Regions from separate parts of the Mus musculus genome. Here region 2 is linked to region 1. Evidence: chromatin contacts called from public Micro-C data. All regions are on one chromosome and are shown on one strand. Each heading gives the region's core, a stretch centred on a gene start, on an enhancer-like site or on the middle of the called end of the contact. The rest is flanking DNA. Distances are from core to core; before and after follow the strand shown. Region 1 has its middle 8.1 kb from the start of Gm22371. Region 2 overlaps Spats2l (spermatogenesis associated, serine-rich 2-like).

Region 1 (5,865 bases), core at 1,107-3,606:
AGTTCTCAGAACAAAGGAGGGACAGAGGGCAGGGGTAAGGGACAAAGACAGGAGGTAGAGGAAGAAGAGGAAGGGGACAAGGGAGAAAGGAGAAAGGAACACGAGGGGAGGGGCATTTGTCCAAGGGGAACAAAAGTCCGCCTCTAGCTAAAGAGGGGACAAATGGCAGATTACAAAGGTAAAGAGGGAACCCCAAGTTAGGAGGATGTGGTTAATTTTAATTGGACATGTTAATTAGGTGAGCCAAAGAGGGCTCTGATTGCTGAACTATAATACTTTGATAGCTGGACCTTGGTAGTCAGCCTCAGAAGTAAGTGGCCAAAAGAACGAACCTTGATGGCTAGCTTTAGGAATGTAATTTATTTTTATTTTATTTTATTTTATTTTTTTAGCAAGGCAGAGGGAATGGGGGAGAAGGGTAAGACCTGCCAGAGCCATGCCCTACATTCTAGAGCTGGCTAGAGTCCCTTCAGTGAAGCCCAGGGCCCACCAATGTGACGAGACACAGTCACCACCTATGTCAGGGATAAAAGACAGAAGCCAGAATATTCTGGCTGAATGTGTTGGTTAGCTGTGTTGGAATTCTGGCACACCATTTAAAAGAAAGAAAGAAGAAAAAAGAAATTACTTTGCTGAATTACTCTTCGTGTGTTCCTTTGTGTGACATAGAGGTTATACTTTTCCCAACACTATGAAGCAAAATTGTCTTATACTAATAGTAGTTGTCATTTATCTATTGCCTACAGTGCCCTAGGGACTCACACTCAATATTTCCAACAAGACTTCCACCTTAAAGAGGGGTTATCATTATCTTCATTTTACAGACAGGGGAATGGGGGCATGGAATGATTTACAAACTTGTCTGGGTTTGTGCCATTGGTAAAATCTAGGCTGCAGAACACTGGGCAAACAGGAGTAGGCACTGCTGTGAGAATCTTTGCCTACCTACCCACTAGAGCAGAGACTGGGAAGCAAGCGAGCTCCCAAGCGGTGCATGCGTTCCGAGTGATGGTGCCAACTTTCCTTTCTAAGCCTTAGTGACTGTTTTCAGTCCTCATCATAACAGTAACAGGATTCTCTTAGAAATTAAATGCAGCCGCATACGTGAAAGTACTTAGCTGGTTTCTGGCACACGGGTCGCTCTGAATTCCTTTTCCTTCCTCTCCATATAGCCCCATGCCCTTAGCACTGAAAGTAGATCCTGAACACCTTGGTCAGACAAGCCCACTGGGAAATCTAACCTTTAAGCGATCTGTACTTTCACAGATCAGAATTGAGCAGAGCAATCTCCCTAGAAACAGCCTGCCATGCTGGCGTCTTGTCCCACATTGCTAATGACCAACAGTACCAGCCATCAGCACTTGCCAGCTAAGCCAAAGGGGGCTTTTAAATCTGCACTGATTGGATGCCATGGGGCTGGGTTGACAAGTAGCCTCCTGCTCCATTTCTAGATGCGAGTCAGTGAATTAATAGCTTGCCCCATTGTTTTCTAACACAGCCAATTAAGTGAACAGTCTGAATGTTTTGGCCAGCAGGCGGCAGCCTTTGCTAACATAATGGTCGGTACTCCTCTGTCTGGCAGAACCCCACCAAAAACTGGGTGCCTGTGAGGTTTACATGGTGTAGCCTTTAAATTGGGACGGGGCACAAATCTTGGCAGATAGAATTCCGAGAACTGGAATGGGGGCAAACCCCGTGTTGGTTTTTATCCATCTCCAGCTGAAATGGAGAGTTTTGATTCAATTGTGAACGCAAGTCAAAGATAATTTGCAGCTCCCACTCGGGACAGCTAGAAACACTGCTCACACTCTTCATTGCTTTAAAACTGCAGTAACTGTGGAACCTGCTGCTAGCTCTTGTTATTTAGCACATTAATATAGAAGTACACATAGAACCATATCACATATCTGTTGGTTTTGTTTTGACATTTTAATACCTACCTTTTGATACCACTGGCTTGCTTTGAGTTGTTATAGACGGTTTTATTTAGTTTTAAGTGTATTTACTTTAAAGCATTTTTTTTAATGATGAGAAATCTACAGACTTCACCACTCTGTCAATAGGTCCATAATTTAAAACCAGTACCAAGAGCATCCAGTGACAAGGCTACCAGAACAGTCTCTAGAAAAAAGAGGATCAAAAGATTTTTTTTTTCTTTTTTGTACTCAGTAGCTGTGACTTTACTCTTATCCTTCCATCTTTTCCAAAGATGTGTGCCATATCTGTATGAAACTGTTTGCAGCGACGCCTGGCAGAGTACACTTTAACCTCAGGGTGAGATTTTGGCGTATTCAGATCACATTACTAACAAAAGCTTCAGTGTCTAGGATGCCTGCCATCCCTGCCTAGGGAAGGAAGAGGCACCCGCTCTTCCAGCTGCTTTCACATCTTTGTTCCGCTTGATTTATTGCCAGGGCTCAGGGATCCCCGTCGACAATTACTTCCTTTTCGGCAAGAAGCCCTGCGTTCCCTCGAAGCGTCACTTCTAGAATCTAGTCTCCTCTTCTTCCTCCCTTAAGAAATATTCTGAAATATGTTTAATAGGAGGGGGAAAAGTGTTCTTAAACACCCCCCTCCCATCTTCTTGTTTCCTTTCTCCCAAGTAAGGGAAGCCACACTAATTGGGCAGACCCAGCCTGGGGCTAGGTACATTGTCCATTTTCCTGATACTTTATCCCTGAGTGTTGTCATGGAGACTACAGGAACCAAACAAGTCCACTGGAGGAATGTTACCTAACACTTTCTCATTCTTGGTCGCTGAACCATCTTCCCAGCTGGATCTTCCAACTGCCTCTATCCCCACTGCTCCCCAGCCTTGCTTTTTCCACCCCTAAGTAAACCTGTTTTTTTCTGCTGTGCTAAAGTACCATAGTCCAGGCAACTTAAGGGAAAGAACTTGTTTTGGCTTACAGTTCCAGAGAGATAAGAGTTCCTGTTGAGTCGGGCGTCATGACGCACACCTTTAATCCCAGCACTTGGGAGGTAGAGGCAGGCAGATTTCTGAGTTCGAGGCCAGCCTGGTCTACGTCTACAAAGTGAGTTCCAGGATAGCCAGGGCTACACAGAGAAACCCTGTCTCGAAAAAACCAAAAAAAAAGTAGAGCCATGGTAACAAGCAGCAGGCACAGCCAGAGTTTGAAGACCAAACTGCAGCCATAAGCACAAAGGGAGAGAAACCAGAAACTGCAGGAGGCTCTTACTTTCAAAGTCCACCCCCAGTGACATACTTCCTGAAGCAAAACCACACCTCTCCAAACACTTTCACCAACCGGGGACTGAGTATTCATACCTGCAATTATTACAGAGGACATTTTCATTTGAACCACTGCTACATCCCGTACTCCCTAAAAAGACACCAACAGCATCTGCAGTGGCAAAAATAACAAAAACAGGAAGATGCTCTCTTATTTCTTGAAGGCTGACGCTGTCCCCGTCATGTGTCCTTTCGACCAGCCATTGAGTATCGGTAGTGCTCACCAAATCTGTATCCATAGGGAAACTGAGACTCCGATCTTTTCCAGAACTTTACACATGTATCCAGGAGAACATTCTGGATTAGGGTGAGTCCTGATTCCATTGTCTGGTTCTTTTGAGATGAGAAGAGGACGTGGAGAGAGGATGAAAATGGGCGCAGTCAGTGGCCATCACAGTTGTGAGCTGAGGAGGTCTGGGACCATCAGAAGCTGGAAGCTGGAAGTGAAGTTTCAGGGGGAACATAGATTGATCATATATTGATTTTTGGAACCATAGATTCCGGAAAGATGAAGGAAAATGATCTAGCTGTTTTGAGACACTAATTTATAGTTCTTTGTTACAACACACTGGGGAAACTAACAGGAAAGCAAACACAAAGTGTTCATTTCACGATGAAGCCAGTGAGGTGGCTCTCACTGCTCTCGCTTGTCAAATGCAGAAACCTGAGCAGAGAGGCAGAGGACTTGCAGAGATTGGCACAGCCTGTGGAGTGTTGGCATTTGAACCTCTGATCTTAGTAACCCTAATGCTTTCCTTTCACTGCCCCTGGGTGTTGGATCTAGTTATCTGTTGACTATGCCTACTGGTTAAAATGATTTACGATCCCATGATAGCTGTGTTGCCAAGGGGAATAAGGACTTTCCAGTGGATCTTCTGTTTCCCCAATGGAGGGAAGATTGAAAGGGAGCTAGCTTCCCCAGCTCCTGGTCTCCACAGGGCTCTGTACCCCAGCGCTTTTCTGGAATGCCTTGGCTTCTTCTCCTCTCTGTCATTCCTATCCAGGCTGTGGAGAGCCTCCTCTGAGGCAAACATCTCCTCTTCAGAGCAAGCCTCCTGTTTCCTAGCAGATCATATCATGAGCATTTTCGTAAGCCAGAGTGGTTCCACAACGTGGCGATACAGTTATCTGCTTGGGAAGAGCAGCAAGTGCTGCTGTGTCCAGGTGCATAATTCTTTTTATTCATAGGGACATTTTTAATAAAATGAACCATTCTCCTGATATAAAATTATTCCATCCCCTGTGGCTCAGGTCAGTCCTTCTCATACCACATGCCCTGTCCCCTGGTGTTTGGGTTCCAGAGATGGCCCACTACAGTGAACTTCAAACCATGTCTGCAAGCTGTCCGGCTGACCTGTGTCAGGGATTCAATGATGTCAGCTCACACAACTCAAGGGCTTGAAGCCTATCAATGTCCCAAATCCCCAGCTTGTCAAAAGTCACCTGGTTTGAACTGACAGCAGGGTTTTCATTTGGGGGGAGAAAAAACACCAAAGGATTTTTACAAGATTTGCTGTAGAAGTGCCAATCCTGTCACTTTAGGTGAAGCTCATACCAGTTCAGGTGGCTGCTCTAGTCTCACCAGGTGGGTGGCCTCAGGCACATACCTGAGCTTCTACTAGGACAATATTGGCTCATCTCAAAGGCTTCTAGACTGAACATTTCAAACAAGAAATATAATAAAAAGAAAGAAAGAAAGCAGACTAAAAAAAAATGTTATCTTCTTCCAAATGCAGTAAGAGGGTTATGTTATAATAGAATGTGGATATGGTCAGAGAGCTGCCTGCCACAAACAAGAAGCAGCAGATTTTTCTAAATAAGAAAATCTGAAATAAAGAGCCCGTTGACTCCCTTCTCTCCAGTGCCTGTCTCATGTTTAAAAAGAATATAAAGGCAAAGACTAAAAGCCTACTCTGAGTTGGCATTTTACAGAACATCATATAATTGTTTTTTTTTTTTAATTAATTTTGTGTAGTCGGGGCACATGACCATATAGGAGAGTCCTTATCTCTAGTGAGTGAGCCAGGACTTGTGTGCTCTTTCCTGGAATCAGGGGCAACCGTTCCCATCTTACTTTCTTCTGTATTTTAAGACTGTAGAACGATGCCCGGTATTTGAGCCCCAAGCTAGTGTGTGAGCCGCAAGGCTTGGTATTGCCATTAGATGGTGGGGCTCACTCCTGGCCTGCCTTGACTCTTCTGTGAGGCTGGTGAATTTCTCAGTGGGTTTGTTCCTCACAGGTTTCTGAAAGGGTTGATTCACACACAAAGACTTTGGTTCCTGGGACATGCTGAGTGCTTATTTATAGTTATTTATGATTTTTATGTGAGTGGCCAGTTTGTAAGGTAGTAGGAAATTAACACATCTGGCTCTTCATCATAACCAAACCTAGACACACTGAAGCGATGGGTTTCGGTCCAACTGCTTTGATGCTATTTCTGACTGCCATGACTGTGAAACTAATAAACGGTTTCCCCTCCTCTTCTATTGTTTAGAACTTACTTAACTTATGTCTGTGGTGATGAGGATTGGCGCCAACGCCCAGTGCAAGCTCGACAAGTACTTTACCATTAAGCTACATCTCCAGCCCATCTTAGAAGGGGGAACAAAAC
Region 2 (5,865 bases), core at 1,680-4,179, 360 kb after region 1:
TCTTCGATGTAAATACAAGTGAACAAAACTATTTCTTAAGACCTTTTCTTCACAGTGTATTGAATTCTTCCTCCTGCTGTTGGCCTTGCAATGGCCCTTTGCCACACCTCAGAATAGGCTGGGATCTTCGGAGAGCTCCTGTATTCAGTACAATACTCAAACCTTTTTTCTTTTCAGGGTGACTTGGTCCAGGTGTCAACCACGGCTCCTCATCCTGCTAGCTCTCTTCTACCTTACTGTCCGTTTCTTCTAGATGTGGGCTCTCCACTTCAGCATCCTAAGCCCAAGATTCTGAGAGGCAGAGAACACAGAACTACTTAGCTCTCTTGACCATGGGTGATCTTCATTAGCCAGATTCAGTGATGGCCTCCTTTGTAAGCCAAGGCCAGCACATCTCTAGTTTGTCTATACAAAGGCAAATCAATGTTCCATGTCTTTTTCTTAAGACCCACTACAGTGCTGGGATCCTTCCCTGCCCAAGCAGTCAGTTCTGAATCAGAGGATTCATTCAGAGGGTTCCACATCTGTCTTTAGGGCTGTTGTTGTCAAGTTGTTTTTTCCTCATTATCAAGACCATTTTGATATCCAGTTTTTAATTGTTTGTTAGTGATACTTTCATTAACTTATCATGTGGGTGTTTGAGTTTGTGGTTTGGTTTGGGCAATGGAACCAGGGCTTTCCCATACACGGGGCAAGGACTCTGTCACTGAGTCACACACACACACACACACACACACACACACACACACACACACACCTTCACTCTCCCTAGCTCTAAACACCTGGAGTCTGTTTCTTTCTCCAAGAGACTTCAGCATGAGAATTTTGTTAGTTTTTAAAATAAAAAATCTAGTATGATGATCCCACATTTACTTTGTTGTCAAAGAGGATACAACAAGGGGATGTCTTAGCCCAGCACATTAGTGGCGCTCACCGTTGGTCTGTTTATTACACATTACAGAATCTCTTTTATGAGCGAAACAAGACTGGTTTAGAATTGGTTTTAGGTTACATTACTTTTTCTTCTTTTTAAAAAAAAAAAAGACTGAAAATTGCTTCTTAGCACATTATTCATCTCATTTCTATAGAAACATGTTCTTAAAACAAATCATTGAAGTGACAGGAAATTACTCCTTACGTGTCTCTCCAGCATGTTGTCATGTTCACACCTCCTAGAAGAGATAGTACTGAGCTGAGACATGTCCAGACAGTAAGCTGGCACCTACAGACATGCTCCATGACAGTATCAGTGGCATGACTATGACAGAGACTGTGTTGATGGCACAGTGTCAACTATGGATGTGTTTACTCCAAGCAGAATAGTCTGTTTTATTTGCAAAGTCTTTCCTGTTTCTTCCTTTTGCAAATAATAATAGTACTAACAATAATAGTTATATGTGGGCCTTTTGGATCAATGTCAAATACCTCTCCAATAACACACAGTGCTTTCATTACTACTTTGTAGAATTTATGCACAAAATGCTTTTTATATGTTTTCCCCTTCACCTTGTACTAGATGTAGAAAAGAGTACAAGGTTAGTAGTCACAAGAAACTCAAATTCATGTAGTCAAGGCACAAATCTTGTCTCGTTAAAAGAGTAATATTTATGTTAATGTTTTTGAAGCATCCTCACACATTTTCTCATGTGAAAAAATATGGAAACATACGTACATATTTGTTCACTTTAGGAGGTACAGAAATGGACACAAATAGGTTAAAACACAGCTAACATTTTACCAGCTGGAGATGGTCACTGTTGAAGTTTGGTGTTTGCTTTCCTGATACACATTTTGTGGTGGTTGTAAGAATCCATGGTGTGTGTGTGTGTGTGTGTGTGTGTGTGTGTTCTCAACAAGCCTCAATAAAGACACAGAAGTTAGTGCTGAAGAAACAGTGTAGAATAGTAATTAAAAGTGCTTTGAATCCTAAGGGTGTAACTCAAGAGTTCCTGAGTTGAGTCCCTAGTAATGCCCCCAACCCTGGAGTGTTCCAGTTCTGACACCTTGAGGTTCTAGTCCTAGCTATACTAATTATTATTATGTAGTGACTGCAGTTCCAAAACTCTCTAAGTTTCCTTGTCCACTTCCATGAAATGGGCTGGCCATAGTGTATATTCATTATTAGAATTAATAAGAGCATGGCGTTTGGTCTACAGCCTGTGCCACATGTGTGTGAGCTATAGTTACTAGATGAGTTCTTTTTCCTGCTTTATTCACTCAAATTCTAGGGTCAAAAATTTCCTTGTCAGAACATATTTGAAAACACTTAGAATGACTGCATAAATTTCAATATATGAATACACTTAGATAGTATCATTTCCCTAAAGTTTGCTCATTTCTAGTTCTGTGCCACCCTAAAGAACACCACAGTTTATATCCCATACTTTTTTTTTGTATGTGTATAGACAACAGATTCAAAGATGAATCTACTTCTTTTTTTTTTTTACGTATTTTCCTCAATTACATTTCCAATGCTATCCCAAAAGTCCCCCACACCCCCCCCCGACTCCTCTACCCACCCATTCCCATTTTTTGGCCCCGGCATTCCCCTGTACTGGGGCATATAAAGTTTGCCTGACCAATGGGCCTCTCTTTCCAATCTACTTCTAATGGCATTTTTATTGAAAGAGAAGAGATTTCAGATTTTTTTAAATGTTTACCAACGTGCTAGATTAAATGCTGTGTGTTCTTCACAGCAGAGTTTCCCTTCTGCCCTTGCACAGCCCCTTTGAGGGAGGTCTGTCACCCCTAATTTTCAGAGGAAGAAGGTCTGAGGGCAGACAGGCTGCTTGCCCGGAGTCACAGATAGGTAGTGGAAGTACAGGCAGCTGTCTGGTTTGGAAGCACAAGCCTTTTCTATTCTGCCATGCACTCATTCCTGTCTCTTGGAGGCCAGCAGAATGAATAGTCACTATTGTGCTTTCTACAAAATGTCACTGGGTGCCACGTAAAAGATAGGACACTTGGCTGGAACTCTTGGCTTGCTCGATGGCAGTTCCTCTTGTGTGCGGATGTTCTTATATGTCTTATAATGGAGCCTCATTAAAATAAGGCGTTAAGTCAAGGGAAAGCAGCATTGATATGATTACTTGATGAAAGCATTGCATGTGTAGAAGACGTCTATTTAGTCAATACAACAGAAAGCTTCTTTGTTTTTTGTTGTACGGACAAGGTCGGAATCACTAATCTGCCCGGGAGTCAGAGTGCTTCACGTAAATCAGCTAAGGAATTAAGCAGTAAGAACACTTAAAATAAATTGATACTGTCAAAAGAAATTGCACGTTTCTCTTCTTGCTTGTTTGGTATTGATTAGCTTTAGCCATAGGATGGTACTCACTGAAGGAATGTTGATAATACTCTGAGTATCAGTACAGGTATGGGGGAAACTTGAAGTATATTGGGGTATACCCCCGCCAAAGGACTATTTGTGAGCTGCCAAGTTGTCTTTAAAAAGTCGGCTTTGGGAACATTTATCTTGGCAGCTTTCAGATCTGACTCACAGCATGCAGTGTGGCAGCCAATCTTGTAGGAAAAGCATATAATTAATATGACGAAGAAGGCACAGGTATTGCCAGTCAATACCTTACATTGCTCCCTAACAAAGGGGCAATTGAAGTTACTTTTTAATAAGGTGATCGTGGTTTGTCATTCCGTAGATTCTAATTCCTAGGAAAGGCGATCAAGAAATAAATACTGGTTATAATCTTGCATATATAAGAGGTGCTTTGCTGTAGCTTTTACAGCCAGTTACTGTCTAGTCGGGACAGCTAGCTTTGGCTTTTGAATTCTCGAGGTGCGCCATCTCTTGAGCTCACTCACTTCTGTCTTGTGATTGTGCTGCTTTCCTCCAGTCACTCTCATGCTTGAAAGGGAGAAGCCTTAGCTTCAGCGTCCCAGTAAGCAGGAAAGTTTCAGGTCCTGACAGAACTTCTTTACCAACTTGAACTATTGATAATGTCTCCATCCGCATGGAGGTGTTATGGGTGGGAAGTGCCCAACCAGTCAACCTTTAGTTCTTTTCTAAAGATTGGACCTGTTACTTAGTCTACCAGACAAAGAGCTATCCTTCCATGTGCCCCAGATCCTTGACTCTCCAGTGGGGATAATGGGGATTGCAAAGTCACAGATCATTTGAAGGATCAAATATATTGAACGAATCATTTGGCTAACTCAGAAGTTCTTTCCTGCTTTGTTTTCTTAGTCACTAGAGGAGCTAATTTAAAATATTTTCAGATGAACAGTGGCTATATTCATAAACAAGTACCTTTCCTAGGTCTAACCCCACAGGCATTTCTGATTCTTTGCTACCTTATTAGATGATACTGCCACAGGTATTTTCTCTCCTCTGAAACCCCCAATTGCCTAGCTTAGAATCTCTCAAAAGTTGGATGCTCATTCCTGAAGCACAAATCCTTAGAGGATGGAGAGTTAAATTTGAGATTGAGGCTTAAAGAGCAGTCTTTAGAACACTTTAAAGTCCTTTGTAAAGGTAGACATTTAAGCTACATCTGTCATCACAGAACTCAGGAGGCAGAGTCAGTAAGATCACTCATGAGTTAGAGGCCAGCCAGGCTTAAATAGGAAGTTCTAGCACAGCCAAGCCTATATAGCGAGACTCTGTCTCAAATCTAAAACATAGGTATTTGGATTTACTATGCTGTCCTGAAATAGAAGCAAAGATGACATATTTGATATGCATTTTAGCTTTCAATATAAAAGCTGATAAGATGACATTGTAGAATATAATTGTGCTGCTGGAGAGCAGGAAAGATAAGGAGAAGTTAGGAAGCTTGATACCAGGAAAAGTGACCTATGGGCCATCAATCCCCCCCACACCCGTCCTCCCCTCATCCTCTTTATGTCAGGATCAGAAACCCCACCTATCTTCTTCCTCTGCCTTTATCTCCCTGTAATAGAGGGAATGGCCAGGATGGGAACACTCTTGATTGGGCTATATGGTAGGGTGTTTATGAAGATGTCTACAGATAATTAATGGTTGAAATGGGGGGGAGGGTCCTTAGGGGTGGGAGTCGAGTACTAGATATTTTAAACAAATCCCTTTGACCTGAGTGAGCTGACCCAAGGCCCATTGGGCTCAGACCTTGCTGAACATGCTTGGTGACACCTAAACCTGCGCGCTGTTCTCATTTTGGAACTGTGTCTGGCTTTTGCTTTTCCTTCCGCACAGGAAACTATCATGAAATTCCTTCCTTTGCTTTGGTGCCAAAGCTTCATCTCATCCATTTCTTCAGCAGCCATTTCCTGAGTGTCTGCACTGTACTGGGCCTGGTTAAAGGCCAGGGAAAAAGCAGATGTTGGAAAAGAAGCCTGCATACTTCCGTAGAATGTAAGATGTAACTCAGAGTTGAGAAAAGGGAGGGGTGACATTTGTAACTTTTTCCCTTGCTGTACAGTCTACAATAAATTATACTACATAAAATTCTTTAACAGTATTCATTAATGTAGCTGATCCCATTAGGATGGAAATCCTTTCTTTTCTTCTCTTTTTTTCTTTTCTTTTACTGTGACTCAGGAAGCATCCACAGTACACAATTCCAGTGTAGCAGAAGACTTTGGACAGCCCTTGGGAATGAGCCAAAATGGGATTTGACTCGTGTAGCAAGCTCATCATGGTTTTGATATATTTCATTTCTACACGTCAACAAATACCTGGATATTAAAGCCAGTTAAATCAATATTTCTTGAGCCGGGCGTGGTGGCGTACACCTTTAATCCCAGCACACGGGAGGCAGAGGCAGACGGATTTCTGAGTTTGAGGCCAGCCTGCTCTACAGAGTGAGTTCCAGGACAGCCAGGACTATACAGAGAAACCCTGTCTTGAAAAACCAAAAAAAAAAAAAAAAA

The links. Hi-C and Micro-C count contacts between places; a contact is called where the count stands out from the background.
Region 2: a contact with region 1 is called in a Micro-C map of stem cell-derived neural progenitor cells, with 9 times the contacts expected there. The contact joins two enhancer-like sites. A contact is called at or near these places in 9 of 39 promoter capture datasets (3T3-L1-derived adipocytes, the HPC-7 cell line, cranial neural crest and 5 more), 1 of 15 datasets of contacts at CTCF or cohesin (embryonic stem cells), 8 of 484 Hi-C or Micro-C datasets (the AtT-20 cell line, Th1 cells, embryonic fibroblasts and 5 more), 7 of 115 datasets of contacts at active chromatin or transcription factors (SST interneurons, craniofacial prominence, embryonic basal ganglia and 4 more) and 1 of 9 other capture datasets (embryonic stem cells).

What each region holds. Positions count from the first base shown.
Region 1 is chr1:57,427,570-57,433,434 of GRCm38.p6, forward strand. No RefSeq gene overlaps it. Among named protein-coding and RNA genes, the nearest start is that of Gm22371, 8.1 kb to the left of the region's middle. Within about 2 kb of position 2,357, at least 93 of the 459 cell types and tissues checked have an H3K27ac peak or open chromatin away from gene starts, as enhancers often do. A contact at or near this core is called in muscle stem cells, neural progenitor cells and stem cell-derived neural progenitor cells, where this site is marked.
Region 2 is chr1:57,787,127-57,792,991 of GRCm38.p6, forward strand. All of the region lies in intron 1 of Spats2l (spermatogenesis associated, serine-rich 2-like), which reads left to right. Among named protein-coding and RNA genes, the nearest start is that of Spats2l, 15 kb to the left of the region's middle. Within about 2 kb of position 2,930, at least 24 of the 459 cell types and tissues checked have an H3K27ac peak or open chromatin away from gene starts, as enhancers often do. A contact at or near this core is called in muscle stem cells, neural progenitor cells and stem cell-derived neural progenitor cells, where this site is marked.